Regions from separate parts of the Sus scrofa genome. Here region 2 is linked to region 1. The links are chromatin contacts, called in public Hi-C maps. All regions are on one chromosome and are shown on one strand. The core of a region is the stretch at or near the end of the contact, and the rest is flanking DNA. Distances in the headings are between cores, read along the strand shown. Region 1 holds the start of PPM1N (probable protein phosphatase 1N). Region 2 has its middle 35 kb from the start of VASP.

The links. Hi-C and Micro-C count contacts between places; a contact is called where the count stands out from the background.
Region 2: a Hi-C map of retroperitoneal adipose tissue shows a contact between it and region 1, with 1.8 times the contacts expected there. The contact joins the enhancer-like site here to the promoter of PPM1N in region 1. A contact is called at or near these places in 12 of 47 Hi-C or Micro-C datasets (alveolar macrophages, blood, embryonic fibroblasts and 6 more) and 2 of 2 datasets of contacts at active chromatin or transcription factors (alveolar macrophages and skeletal muscle).

The regions. Positions count from the first base shown.
Region 1 is chr6:51,861,282-51,868,181 of Sscrofa11.1, reverse strand. PPM1N (probable protein phosphatase 1N) reads right to left here and starts at 3,121. Exons shown (of 5, transcript XM_021094558.1): 1 at 1,108-3,121; 2 at 440-557; 3 at 257-362; 4 at 113-173. The coding sequence starts at 2,028. RTN2 (reticulon 2) reads left to right here and starts at 3,429. Exons shown (of 10, transcript NM_001129960.1): 1 at 3,429-3,470; 2 at 5,457-5,501; 3 at 5,629-6,099; 4 at 6,205-6,462. The coding sequence starts at 3,437. LOC110261012 (a long non-coding RNA gene) reads left to right here. Exons shown (of 4, transcript XR_002344692.1): 4 at 1,070-1,476.
Region 2 is chr6:51,904,136-51,911,035 of Sscrofa11.1, reverse strand. No RefSeq gene overlaps it. Among named protein-coding and RNA genes, the nearest start is that of VASP, 35 kb to the right of the region's middle. Within about 2 kb of position 3,980, at least 4 of the 83 cell types and tissues checked have an H3K27ac peak or open chromatin away from gene starts, as enhancers often do. A contact at or near this core is called in retroperitoneal adipose tissue, skeletal muscle and subcutaneous adipose tissue, where this site is marked.

The sequences.
Region 1 (6,900 bases), core at 1,872-4,371:
TGAACCCAGATCCTCATGGCTCCTGGTCGGGTTCATTAACCACTGAGCCACAAAGGGAACTCCCTGGATTGAACCCTTCTAAAAGAAACATTCAAGAACACAGGGTCCTTACCACGCAGTGCTCTTCCAAGTCCTGGCAGAACTGAGAGTAAGCTTCAGCGACGACTGCGGCCCTGGAGATCAAGGAAGGCCCTCAGGAGGGGATCCTCCTCCTACCGCCCCCTCCTCCCATTCCACCCTACCCCCCCCAACTCACTTGCAGTAGAGCCCTCCCCCAGGAGGTAAATCCGGGATGTCCTCAGAGGCCAGGGTCCTGAAAACTGTGTTCAGGCTGGGGGTCTCCTGGGCAGAGGCACACAGCTCTGAGAAGGGGGCAAGGGTTGTGAGGATGCCCTGCTTGCCGACCACCCCTTCTCCTGGGCTCCTGGAGCCTGCTCACCTGCAACCCTGTGTCCTAGGGCTGCGTCCAGCACTAGCTCCTTCCTGATGGCCTCCTCACAAGACCTGGGGGCCCCTGGGAAGCAGACCAGGATGCAGGTCATGTTGTCCAGGCTGCCCTGGAGGTGGAGAAAAGCGAGCCTGGTGGGACACGGTTAAAATACCCCCGCACGGCCTCCAGGCCCTTGGAAGCAGAGTACCCCAACACTCCCCTGTTCTAGGACCCTCTTCCCCATCTGGTTATGCCCATTTCTCTCAAGTCCCACCCTTCTGCCAGTCTAAACCAGGCCTCTCACTGTTCTAACCCCATCCTGTTAAAGAGAACCACCTCCCCTCTCCAAAGCTCCTCCCACTGTTGTTTAGCTGCTCTTCCTTCTGCTTGGAATCACACCTCAGGACCCGCTCTAGATCCAAGGGCCGGCCCATTCCAAAAGGCCACACCCCTTCTCTTAAATCCCTCCCATTTATCTAGAACTATGCATATTGCCTCAAGCCTCCCCTCAGTCTCTGCCCCCTGCATATTTTGGCCGGCCCCATTCCAACAGACCCACCCCTTAGTGGAGCCCCTCTCCTCCCTTTCTAGTTTTCCTGCTGCCTCTCCATCAAAGCTCCTTCCCGCTAAATCCCTTAGGTTCTTCCCCGAAAGATCTCAAGCCCCGCCCCCAGGACCTTGCTTAGACACGTGTCCAACAGCTGTGCGCAGAGAAGCTCTGGAGCCAACTCTGGAGCCAAGCCCAGGCGGAGGCGCGATGCCACCAGTCCCGCCAGGGCAGAGCCAGACATCGTGTCCCACACGCCATCAGAGGCCAGGATCACAAACTCGTCCTCTGCCCGGCGTGCCAGGGCGGTCACTTCAGGCTCCGCGGAAACGAGCTGCAGTTCCGGGGGTCTCCCAGGAGCTTCTTTGTAAGCAAAGTCTCCCAGCGCTTGTGACACTGCCAGAGAGCCCTCGAGGCGCCGGCGGCGGATAGTACCGCCCGCGTCATGGATGCGTTCTAGTTCCTGGGGACGGAGGGGCCGATGATCCTCGGTGCCGAAGGCCACGGCTCCCGCGCGACTCAGCACCGCGCGGGAGTCACCACAGTGCGCCAGGTACAGAAAGCGCGGGGAAACCAGCAACGCCACAGCGGTAGAGCCGCCCGGCTCGCCGCGAGGCCAGAGCGCGCGCAGGCGTGCGTCTGCATTCAGGAAAGCGCGGCGCAGCGCTCCACACACGCCGTCGGGCTCGCCAGGCTCCGGGCCCAGCGCCTCGAGCACGTGGCCCGGCAAGTGGCGCGCGCCGAAGAGGGCGGCTCGCACCCCGCCGTGGCCGTCGAGGACCGCGAAGAAAGCCCAGCCTGGGGGCAGTCCGGGTAGCGCCAGCCAAGCGCAATGCGCGTCCTCCATGTGTGCGCGCCAGCCTTGCACTGCGCTCGCCCCGAGACGCAGGCCCCACGGTGCTACCGCACCCCCGTGTGGCCGCTGGGCGCAACGCGGCGCGTCCAGGAGGGACTGAGGACAGCCTGGAGACCTGCTCTCTTCGTCCTCCTCCACCTCCTCTTCCTTGCGAGCTGGCCAGAGACGTCCCAGCAGGCGGGTAAGGACCGCCATCTTTCAGCCTGGAGATCAGGAAGGTTTCACCCTCTGCACCTGCTAACTGAGCCCCCCCCCCGCGCACCTCCACTAATCCCCTACACTGTGAGATTTTAAACTACCTAAATCTTCCTATGCCCTTGACCTGCACTCGAGTCACTAGAAGGGATTGAACTCTTCAATCTCCTCTCTTCCACACCTTCAAAGCGAGGTTTGGAATTTGGGTCAGGGGAAAAATGATCAGAGCACCAAACTAGCACTGCGAACTGCACACCATTTTACATCATCATCTCCAATCTACCGAAAAGGAAACTGAGTCACAGATGTAAACAAGTGTTACAGGGAAACAGTCTCTAGAATCTGCATTTTCAACGCTGGTCTTTGGGTCCCCAGCTCTGATCTGGTCAAGCTCCGCCCACATCAGTGATTCCCAACCCGGTTTCAAAGGCTTTAAATTATTTTTAGGTCAATCCCTCCCCTCTCGATCTCCTCCCGGGATTTCAATCACTTCCCTTCCACACCCGGTCCATCCATTCAAGCCTCCTGCCTCAGAGGCTTCTGAGGTTCTCAGTCCGAGATCTGCTTCTAGCTCCGCCTCTTAGCTACAGGCCTAGCCCCGCCCCCTTGGTTACGCCCACCTTGTCCTTTGCCTGTTCTGCTCTATTCCCTGTAGGCCACGCCTCTAGCTCCTCTGTCTCTGACTAGACCCGCCCAACGCTGAATAATTCTACATTGGCTTAAGATTCACCTGTGCTTGAGCTCCTCCTCTTTTCTCAAAACTTTCTGAGTAGTTTCTTCCCGCTCCCTTTCCCACTCCTTCTGAGAATCTAGGCTCATACCTTACCTCCTTGCAATCTTTATACCCTCTCCGCAATGCCACCTCTAGCTCCACCCCAACCCACTCTGAGATCCACGCCCCCATCCTTTGCGCCTAGGTTCTTTCGTCATTATCTCCCCGAGCCCCTCATCCTACTCTAGGCCCTGCTCTTTTTTCCCTAACGGCCCCGCCCTCTTCTGTCTAGACCCCGCCCTTCAGACCGCCTTCCATGCCTGCTCGGACTGTAGCCTACCGTCCTAGCTCCGCCCCTCTTTTAGGAAGGACACACCCACCTCTAGCCTCCCGGTGTTTCCCCGCCCCTCTTGCCCTCCCTCAAGTTCCGCCCCTCCTCCTGTTCTCTGGCCCCGCCCCCGGCCCCAGAGCTGCAGTGCCCCCCCCCCAGCGGCCCCGCCCGCCCCCGCGGAGCGGAGCTGAGGGCGGCGGCAGCGGCGGCGGCGGCGGCTGCTGGAGCGGCCCGGGAGGAGGAGGCGGCGAGGATGGCGGCGGCGGCGGCGTCCTGGGCGCGGCGGAGATGAGCGCCCGCGGCCCCAGGCCCAGGGCGGCGTGGCCGGAGTGGGCGGGGGTCCCGATGCAGGCCCGGGGAGGGCCATGGGGCAGGTCCTGCCGGTCTTCGCCCACTGCAGTGAGTAGAGGGAGGCTCAGGCCTGGTGTGGGGCCCAGAGGCCCGGGTGGGCTCCTCTCCGGTTTCCCTTCCGACACTGACCACAGGAGAGCTGAGATGGGAGAAGAGGTGAAGGAGACAAAGGAAGCTCTCCCCTCCCCCCGTGTTTTAGCGGCGATGGGGGCGACTTGACCCGGAGAACCTGAGTGATTCGGGGCAGAGGTGGGGGGCACTGAGATAGCCAGCGGGGGGCGCACTGGGTGCTGAGATGTGCCACGGGGCTCCGCCCGGGGATGAGGAAGATCTCTAGGAGCTGTCCCCTCGCCGTGGTGCTGGCCGTAGCCAGCGGCGAAGAGATTTGAAAGGAGGGGTAGAGCCAGAATGGAGAAGAGGGGTCTGACTCCCCCTATCCCATCACCCATCTTTGCATCCCACCTCCATTTTCTGCCCAGACTCCAAGGAAGCCCCGACCTTGCCCAAATTGTCTAATGCCCAAATTCTGGGGAAACAGCCATCCCTGAGTTGGGGCTGGGACTCCTAGGTCCTTAGCAGGTTTTACCACTGATTAATAGTAACCCTGGAGGAGACCCACTCCACTCCAGGCCTCTGATTCCTGGCCTCCTATCCCCAGCTGAGCAAAAGAGGTGGGGGCAGGGCAGGGGGAGGCATCTGATTGCAATTTCCAAGCAGTATTGACACCTCCTGCAGGCAAAGCCCCAAGTTATCTCTGAGGGGCTGGATTCCACAACTGAAAATGCCTTGTCTGAGCCTCATGATCTCTGAGCCCAGGGCTCTTAACAGCTCTTGTCTAACGTTGTCTGTCTCACACCCCTGTGGTTCTGACAGCTGGAGATTTCAACACCGGCCAAGCCCCTTACATGTCTTGGGAGTCCAGGTGCCAAAATTCTGAGAAGTTGTTATTTTAACATTGTAGAGTAGCATCCTAACATTGTAAGATCTTGTATTTACCTGGGCTTAGAAAGGAAGGCCCTACATTATCCCCCCACCCCACCCCCTGGCCTTAATTCCCTGCCCTCGTCTCCCATCCCTCTCCCCTTCAGTCGCTCCTCCAGTCACATCTGCACGCTTCTCTGTTTCTGTTTCTCAAGTATGAAAAGCATATTGCTTGTCTAAGGGCCTTGGCCCTGGCTTTTCCCTCTGCCTGAAAGACTCTTCCCGAGATATCCTCATGGCTTCCTTGCATCATTCAGGTTTCTGCTCAGATGTCATTAGAGAAGTCTTTCTCACCACCCTGTCTGAAATAGCATCCCCTTTGCTTTCTCTCCCCTTACCTTGACTTTTATCCACACACTTGAGACCCAACACCCTAGTGTAATTGTGTATTGTCTGTGTCCCCTATAGAGGGTAGGCTCTTTGAGGGTAGGGATTTAATCTGTTGTATTCACCATTGTATCCTCAGCATCTAAAACAGTGCCAGGCATGTATCAGGTGCTCAATTAATGGTTGTTGAAAGACTTCATGAATGGAAGCCTCCTCAAATCCTTAACATGATGCTTCTGAGATCAAGATCCCTGGATTTGAATTTTTAAAATTGAGCTTCTTTGTTTCCCTTTGGCCTCGCAAAACATGCGCCAAACAGCAGTGACCCAAGCCGCCTGCAACGATGTGAGACCCTTCACCCGCTGTGCCACAAGGCAACTCCTTTCTGAAACTGAGCTAGAGTTTCCTTGTGCCATAGCGGGTTAAGGATTTGGCATTGTCACTGCAGCACCTCAGGTCGCTGCTGTGGCACGGGTTTGATACCTAGCCCGGGAATTTCCATGTGCCCTGAGTGCGGCCAAAAAATTAAAAATTAAAAAAAAAACTGAGTTTCTGCTTGCAGAGATACTAAGGTTTTATGGTCTGTATGCAGAATATCCTAAAGGTCTTGTGGTTAAAATGATCAGATTCCTTAGTTCAGACAAGTTTCCAGGGCTGGCACACTGCTTCTGTAATTTGGGCCATCTAAACTTCTAAGAGTCTTCGATTTTTTTTTCCGTCTTGCAGAAGAAGCTCCATCTACAGCTTCCTCTACTCCTGACTCCACAGAAGGTAAGTTGAGAGGGAGGATGTGAGAGTGGAACTTGAAGGGGGCTCTCAGCTGAGTAAGGGGGTTAAGGAGGGTGAGGCAAGGTCTTGCTTGGTCAGAGGAGTTGATGGCCTCCTTTGCTCATGGCAGGAGGCAACGACGACTCCGATTTTCGAGAGCTGCACACAGCCCGGGAGTTCTCAGAGGACGACGAGGAAGAGACCACATCGCAGGACTGGGGTACTCCCCGGGAGCTGACCTTCTCCTACATTGCCTTCGACGGTGTGGTGGGCTCTGGGGCCCGCAGGGATTCAGCTGCCCGCCGCCCACGACCGCAGGGTCGCTCCGTCTCAGAGCCGCGAGACCCACCCCCTCAGCCTAGCCTGGGCGACAGCTTGGAAAGCATCCCCAGCCTGAGCCAATCCCCAGAGCCCGGGCGCCGTGGTGACCCGGATTCTGCCCCTACGGTCGAGCGCCCCCTGGAGGACCTAGGGCTCCACCTGGACCAGTTGGGCTGGGCGGCTCGGGGAGTAGGGTCCGGGGAGGACTCTGCCACCAGTAGCTCTACCCCGCTGGAAGATGAGGAGCCGGACGGATCAGAGGCTGGAGAGGCTAGGAAAGGTGAGATGTCCACGGTGCTGGGACCGAAGCCATAAGGGGTGGGTGGTCTCTACTTAGGGCACCTCTAAGGTGAAAGCTTACAGCCTTCTCTCTCTACCGCACCAGAGTTGGACCTCCAACTTGGACTTGCTCAGTCCTCGCTGCCTGAAGTCTTGAATCTGCAGCCCAGCCTTGGCTCTGGGGACCCCCAGGCGCGTACCCCATCCCCACCTCAGTCCCGGGATTCGAACTCTAGTCCGGTTGAGCCCTTGCCGGACGAGAAGGAGGAAGAGCCTTGGGGGCAGCAGGAGCGGGAGCCAATCACGGGGCAGTGCCTCGATAGCATGGACCAATCAGAATTCATTTTGGAACCACACCTTCTAGGTAAACTGTGTGAGGGAAGGTGCTTGCTTGGACTACAATCAGGGTGGAGGATTGAATGGAATTTAAAAGGACCCACCTCTCAGAGGAACAGAGCGTGGAGTAGGGAGGAAGTATTGCTATTGGCAAGACGTTATAAACTTCACCCTTTAAAAAAAATATATATTCCCGTTACCTAAGGTTGCCATTGGTTCCTTTTGTATAGTTGCCCCTCCTACTTCAGAAGTTAGTCCTCCTTGGAGCATGGGGATTGGCTGATTGCTAAAAAAAATAATTCCCTCTGTTAGAGTGCTCCCTCTAGAGGCTGATTTTGGACAGGACAAATCCCCGAAAAAATAAGGCTCTCTTCTGGATGTGGCCACGGGGCTTGTAAAGGTAAATTCCGGGCCTTTTAAAAACTCTCTGCTTCCCTGACCACATACATTGCCCAGTTGTAACTAG
Region 2 (6,900 bases), core at 2,731-5,230, 42 kb before region 1:
TGTGTCTGCTGTGGTACCAGTACCACACTGTCTTGATGACTGTGGCTTTGTAATACTGCCTCAAGTCTGGGAGAGCAATGCCTCTTTATTTGGTTTTGGTTCCCTAGGATTGCTTTGGCAATTCTGGGTCTTTTATGGTTCCATATCAATTTTTGGATTGTTTTTTCTAGTTCTGTGAAAAATGTCATGGGTAATCTGATAGGGATTACATTGAATCTGCAGATCGTTTTGGGTAGTATGGCCGTTTTTACGATAATAATTTTTCCAACCCAGGAGCATGGAATATCTTTCCATTTCTTTGAATCCTCTTTAATTTCCTTGATTAATGTTTTATAGTTCTCAGCATAGAAGTCTTTCACCTCCTTGGTCAGATTTATTCCCAGGTATTTAAATTTTTGGGTGTGTGATTTTAAAAGGTTCTATATTTTTGTATTCCTTTTCTAATATTTCATTGTGAGTATACAGAAATGTGACCGATTTCTGAATGTTAACCTTTTTTTTTTTTTTTTTTTTTTTTTTTTTTTTTTTTTTTTTTTTTTTTTTTTTTTTTTTTTTTTTTTTTTTTTGTCTTTTTGCTATTTCTTGGGCTGCTCCTGCGGCATATGGAGGTTCCCAGGCTAGGGGTAAATGTTAATCTTGTATCCTGCTCCTTTGCCGTATTCATTGATCAGCTCGTGTAGCTTTTGTGTGGAGTCCTTAGGGCCTTAGGGTTTTCTATATATAGTACCATGTCATCTGCATACGGTGACAATTTTCTTCTCTTCCATTTTGGATACCTTTTATTTCTTTTGTTTGTCTGATTGCTGTGGCTAGCACTTCTCATACCACACTGAATAAAAGTAGCGAGAGTGGGAGTTCTCGACGTGCAGCAGAAACGAATCTGACGAGGAGCCATGAGGTTTCGGGTTCGATCCCTCACCTCACTCAGTGGGTTAAGGATCCGGCATTGCCGTGAGCTGTGGTGTAGTTTGCTGCTCTGGCGTTGCTGTGGCTGTGGTGTAACCTGGTGGCTACAGCTCCGAATTGACCCCTAGACGGGAATCTCCATGTGCCTCGGATTCGGCCCTAAAAAGACCAAAAAAAAAAAAAAAAAAAAAAAAAAAGTAGTGAGAGTGGGCACTTGACCTGTTCCAGATTTTAGTGGGAAGGCTTTCAGCTTTTCTCCTTTGAGTATTATGTTTGCTCTGGGCTGTTATTTGTCATTTTATTGTTTACCTGTAGGTTGCGCAGCTTTTCAGCCACTGTTTGGACATTTGCACTGCTTTTGGATAATGCCTTTATGTTTATTTCTCGTGTGTTTTGTCCTACTGAAGTTTTTTCACTTTAAAGTAACCAAATCTATGAGTCTTTTTTCTCTTAGGCATTTTTTTTCTGTCTTTATTTGCAAAGGGCTCCTCTACCCAAGAATTTGTATCTCCAACTCTGCCTTCGAAGATTTTTATGGAAGTTTTCTTTGTGCTCAAGTCGTTCATTGAAATTGTGTTGCGCTGCGTTTTGGATTTTGATGAATGTGAGACTGTGGTCAGTGTTCTTCAGTTTCCAGGGGAATGAGGGGCTCAGGTCTCAACTGCAGGGAATGATCCACTTCTCCCCTCCTCGCCTGAGACTGCACATCAGTGTCTGACATGTACCCTGGACACAGGTCCCTTTTTCTCCATCCTGTTCTGTCAACCCTTTGTCCATCTGTCCCGCACCCACACCAACACCATTGTCTTTTGAATGATAAGAGCTTGGAATATGTTTTTTGGTCTCTTTAAGGCAACCTGACAGTCTCGTTCTTATTTTCAGACTTATCTGGGTTATTCTTGTGCTTTTGCTCCTTGATACGCATTTTTTTTTAAGTTAATAGGCTTTATTTTTTGAGCACTTTTAGGCTTACAGAAAAATGGAGCAGGAGTTCCCATCGTGGCTCAGTGGAAACAAATCTGACTAGAATCCATGAGGACTCAGGTTCCATCCCTGGCCTCGCTCAGTGGGTGAAGGATCCAGTGTTGCCTTGGGCTGTGGTGTAGGTCACAGATGCAGCCTGGAGCCCGCATTGCTGTGACTGTGGTGTAGGCCAGAGGCTGCAGCTCCAATTTGACCCCTAGACCGGGAACCTCCATATGCCAGGAGTGCAGCCCTAAAAAGACAAAAGACAAAAAAAGAAAGAAAGAAAAGCAGAAGAAACCTTCAAAATATTTAGAATCTTGTTTTTTACTTCTTTTTGAGAAATTGGCTAAAAGAGGGTAGGTTACAACCAAAACCTCGGGTCAGCTGGCAAATTAGTATCTGACAGTTAACCAACAGGCTTTGTAACTTCGTCTGTTTCTTCTCTGCTCTACTACTCGGATGTTTGGGGGCAGCCTAAGGTACAAGATTGCTGAAAACTTGCATTCATCTAGGTGAATTTTCTTGTATATGTGTCAGGAAATACGTGTTTTATAAACCCTTTTCTACTTAAATTCAGCATCTCTCTAATAGAGAATATACGATTAGTTTATCATAATCTTCATTAAGGTTGACATTGCACATGAAAAACTTTTTGTATTTATCAAGTGTCATACAGAAGGAAGTTGTTTTTGTTTGTTTGTTTGTTTGTTTGTTTACCTCCCATGAACAATTGTCATGGTCTGGGGTTCCCGCCATGGCGCAGTGGGTTAACGATCTGGCGTTGTCTCTGTGGCGGCACGGGTTCAATCCCCAGCCTGGCACAGTAGGTTAAGGATCCAGTGTTGCCGTAGCTGTGGCATAGGTTGAAGCCTCAGCTCAGATCTGACCCCTGGCCCGGGAACTTCATATGCTGCAGGTGCACCTGAAAAGGAAAAAAAAAAATTGTCACGGTCTTTGAGCTGAAAATATATAAAGTTGATATATTCAGCATAAACTTTTAAAAAAAGTTAGGATTTTACTATTTATTAATACTCAGTTATTTCATAATCAGCATCTGGAGGGCTCATCTCAGAGCATGGTGTGGTTGGAGTTCCTGTCGTGGCTCCATGGTTAACGAATCTGACTAGCATCCATGAGGACGAGGGTTCAATCCCTGACCTCCCTCAGTGGGTTAAGGATCCAGTGTTGCTGTGAGCTGTGGTTTAGGTTGTAGACGAGGCTCGGATCCTGGGTTGCTGTGGCTGTGGTGTAGGCCAGTAGATGCTGCTCTGATTGGACCTCTAGCCTGGGAACCTCCATATGCTGCAGGTGCAGCCCTAAAAAGCACACACACACACACACACACACACACACACACACACACACACACACAGTTTTAGTCCTGGCTTTCCTCCTTCTTTGTAACTCAGAGAAAGTTATCCTCTGAACCCCAGTTTCCTGATTTCTTCAAACAGAGGTGCAAAGACTTGATGAACTGGTGGCAAGTAATGAGAACATTGAACAAGCATGACTCAGAGCATGATCAGAGCAGACAAAGAAGAACGGAGTCTCCCCTTGGGCTTTGGGGAGAGAGCGCAGCCCGGCCAGCACCTTGATTTCAGCCCAGTGACGATGGTTTTGGAATTCTGTCCCCCAAGCCCGTGAGTGAACAAACCTCTGTTGTTTTAAAGCATCGCGGTCACAGTAATGTGTTATGAGAGCCGTGGGAAACAAATACACTCGCACAGTCTCTCTGATGGCTGGTCCTGAGTAGCTCTGATGTCTCAATTAAGAAAAGGGAGTTCCTGCTGTGGCACAGCCGAAGCGAATCCGACTAGGAACCATGAGGTGGCCTCACTCGGTGGGTCAAGGATCTGGTGTTGCCATGAGCTGTGGTGTAGGTCACGGAGGTGGCTTGGATCTGGCATCGCAGTGGCCCTGGGGTAGGCCGGCAGCTGTAGCTCTGATTTGACCCCTAGCCTGGGAACCTCCGTATGCCGAGGGTGTGGCCCTTTAAAAAAAAAAAAAAAAAAAAAAGCCAGTTACAGAAAGAACAAGCTGGAATCCCCGGTGGCTCCAAGTTAAGGAATCCGGTGTCGTCAAGGCTCTGGCCTGGGTGGCTGCCGTGGCTTAGATCCTGGCCCAGGAACTTCCGCACGCTGCACACGCGGCCGGAAAACAGGCCTCACTCCACTTAGCTGGGAATCTGGGGAGCCAGGAATCTGGGGAGCCAGGACAGGACTTTCCAGAGACGTCTCCTGACTGTGCACTCTGTTCCTCAGCTCTGGACCTGGGTGTTTTGACAGCACGTTTGGTCACGTGTGTCGGAAGGGCTGTCAGTCAGCCCTTTCCTAGCTCACACTCCGTGGAGGGCTTTATTTTCTCCGGATTGTCAGAACGCTGTCTCTAGGCTGGGATCATCGTTCTCATTTTGCGTGTTTCCCTTTTCGTCTAAATTTTTTTTTAGTTGGAATGAAACAAACTTATCATAATGTACACACTGGTGTATGGCTCACTGGATTCTTACGAATGGCGAACACAGGGCTCCAGCACCCAGACGGAGACAGAGGACCCTGCAGGAGCCCCGAGGGCCCTCCTGCCAATTCCCAGCTGTAACCGGATTCTGAAATCCATCACCGTAGATTAGCTTTGCCTGTTCCTGAACTTTGTATCCATGGACTCAGAGAGAATGTTCGTTTTTGGATCTGGCTTCTTTTGCCAGATATTTGCCCAATACTCTCTGGGAGACGCATCTGTGTTGTTCTGTGGCGCGATTGCTGGCCCTTTTTTGTTGTCATGTGGCGTCAACTAGACCATGCAGTACGCAGCAAACTTGTGGGCACTCGGTTGTCTCTAGGCTTCCCCTGTTCCGAGCGAGGCTGCTAGGACCACACTGGCACCAGGCTTTGGTGGGCATCACACTCATTTCCCTTGGGAATATTCAGGAAGGGGATTGCTGGGGCATAGGACGGGTGTATGTTTACCCTTAAGAGTCAATGCTGCTTTTTAAAAATATATTATTATTATTCTTTTGGGGCTGCCCCGCAGCATATGGAGTTCTTGGGCCAGGGGATCAGATCCAAGCCACAGTTGCCACCTAAGCCACAGCTTCGGCAACACTGGAGCCTTTACCCACTGTGCCTGGGCCGCGGGGATTGAACCTGTGTCCCAGTGCTTCCCAGATGCTGCAGATCCCGTTGCGCCACGGTGGGAACTCCTGATTTTTTTTTTTTTTAAGTGAGTTTTCCATGTACTATCCTCCTCCTGCTCCCTCCTGCTCCCTCCCACCCCGTATGAAAGTTCCAGCAGCTCCACCTCCCTGCAGTGCCCCATACTGACAGTCTTTTCTTTATTCTCTTTCTTTTTAATTGTAACTATTCCGGTGAGTATGTAGTGATGTCTTACTGTGGTTTTCATTTGTCTTTCTCTGCCGAGTCATGAGGTCGAGCATCTTTATATGTACTTATCGGCCGTTACCACTCCTTGGGGGGGAGATGATAATTGCATCTGTTCAAACAATTATTTGATACTAATTAGATCAGTTCACGTCCATTGTATGTGTTTCCTGTGGTTGCTGTCTCAAATTACCCGAAATTTGGTGGCTTAAAACAATGCACATTCATTCTCTCCAGTTCCCAAGGCCAGAAAACTGGAGTCAGTATCTCTGGGCTGAAATTGAGGTGTGGGCAGGGCTGTGCCCCCTCCAAAGGTTTGAGGGGGGAATCTGTTCCTTGCCTGTCCCAGCATCTGGTGGCTCCAGGCTTTGCTTGACTTTCGGTTGCATCACCCTAATCCCTCCATCGTCACGTGGGCTCCTCCTCCGTGTGCCTGCATCTTTTCTCCTCGCTCATATAAGGACACTTGTCCCTGTATTCAGGGCCCCCCAGGGAAATCCAGGATGATCTCAAGATCCTTGAATTCATCACATCTGCAAAGACCCTTTTGCTAAAAAAGGCAACGGTCACATGTCCAGGAGTTTGGGTATGGACCGATTGCAGGGATCAGATCTCCCCGCCTCCCTCTCATAAGGACACTTGGGATGCTTTTAAGGCCCACCTGGGAGTTCCTGTCGTGGCTCAGTGGAAACGAATCTGACTAGTATCCATGAGGCTGTGAGTTCAATCCCTGGCCTCGCTCAGTGGGTTAAGGATCTGGTGTTGCCGTGAGCTGTGGTGTAGGTCGCAGAGCCAGCTTGGATCTGGTGTTGCTGCAGCTGTGGTGTAGACTGGCAGCTGCAGCTCCACTTTGACCCCTAGCATGGGAACCTCCATATGCCACATGTGCAGCCCTAAAAAGACCAAAAAAAAAAAAAAAGCCTCCTTAGATAATTCCCCATTTCAAGATCCTTAACCCTATCACACCTGCCAAGTCCTTTTTGCCACATAAAGTAAGAATCACAAGCTCCGGGGTTGGGATCTGGACACATACGGGGGCCACTATTTAATATACCACATCCCCTGTTTTTGTGGCTGCATGCACAGTGGCACACACAGAAGTTTCCGGGCCAGAGATCAAATCCTGCACTGCAGCAGTGACCTGAGCCACAGTAGTGACCATGCCGAACCCCCAACCCCTCGACCTCCAGGGAAGTCTTTGGGTTTGTTTTTTTTTTTGCCACATCCATGTCTGTTCGGCTGTCCTGTCCTTTTGTTCTAGTGATTTACGGTGCTTTTCACAGAGTCTGCACACCACCACCCCTGCATTTGAGACGAGAGGATCCTTGTTGGCAAACCTCCCTAAGAGCTTTGGGGTGAGAAGACTGGCGCCGGGGGTGGGGTGCGGGGTCGGTCTGTGCTTCCCTGAGGATCCCAGCTGGGCTCAGCACACCTTCCACTGTTTATTGGACATTTGAATTCCTGCAACAAATGTCTCCTTTTCTTACTTGTTCTTCATGCTTGTTTATGGAGTTTCCTGACCTATAAAAGTCTTTCAGTTTTAATAAACCAGATTTCCCCGTTTTTCCTTTATCGCTCTTACTTTCCCTCCCTCTCTGGGAAGAGCCTCTTTGCCCCAAGTTATGCGCATCCCCACCCTGGGAGTTCCCTGGCA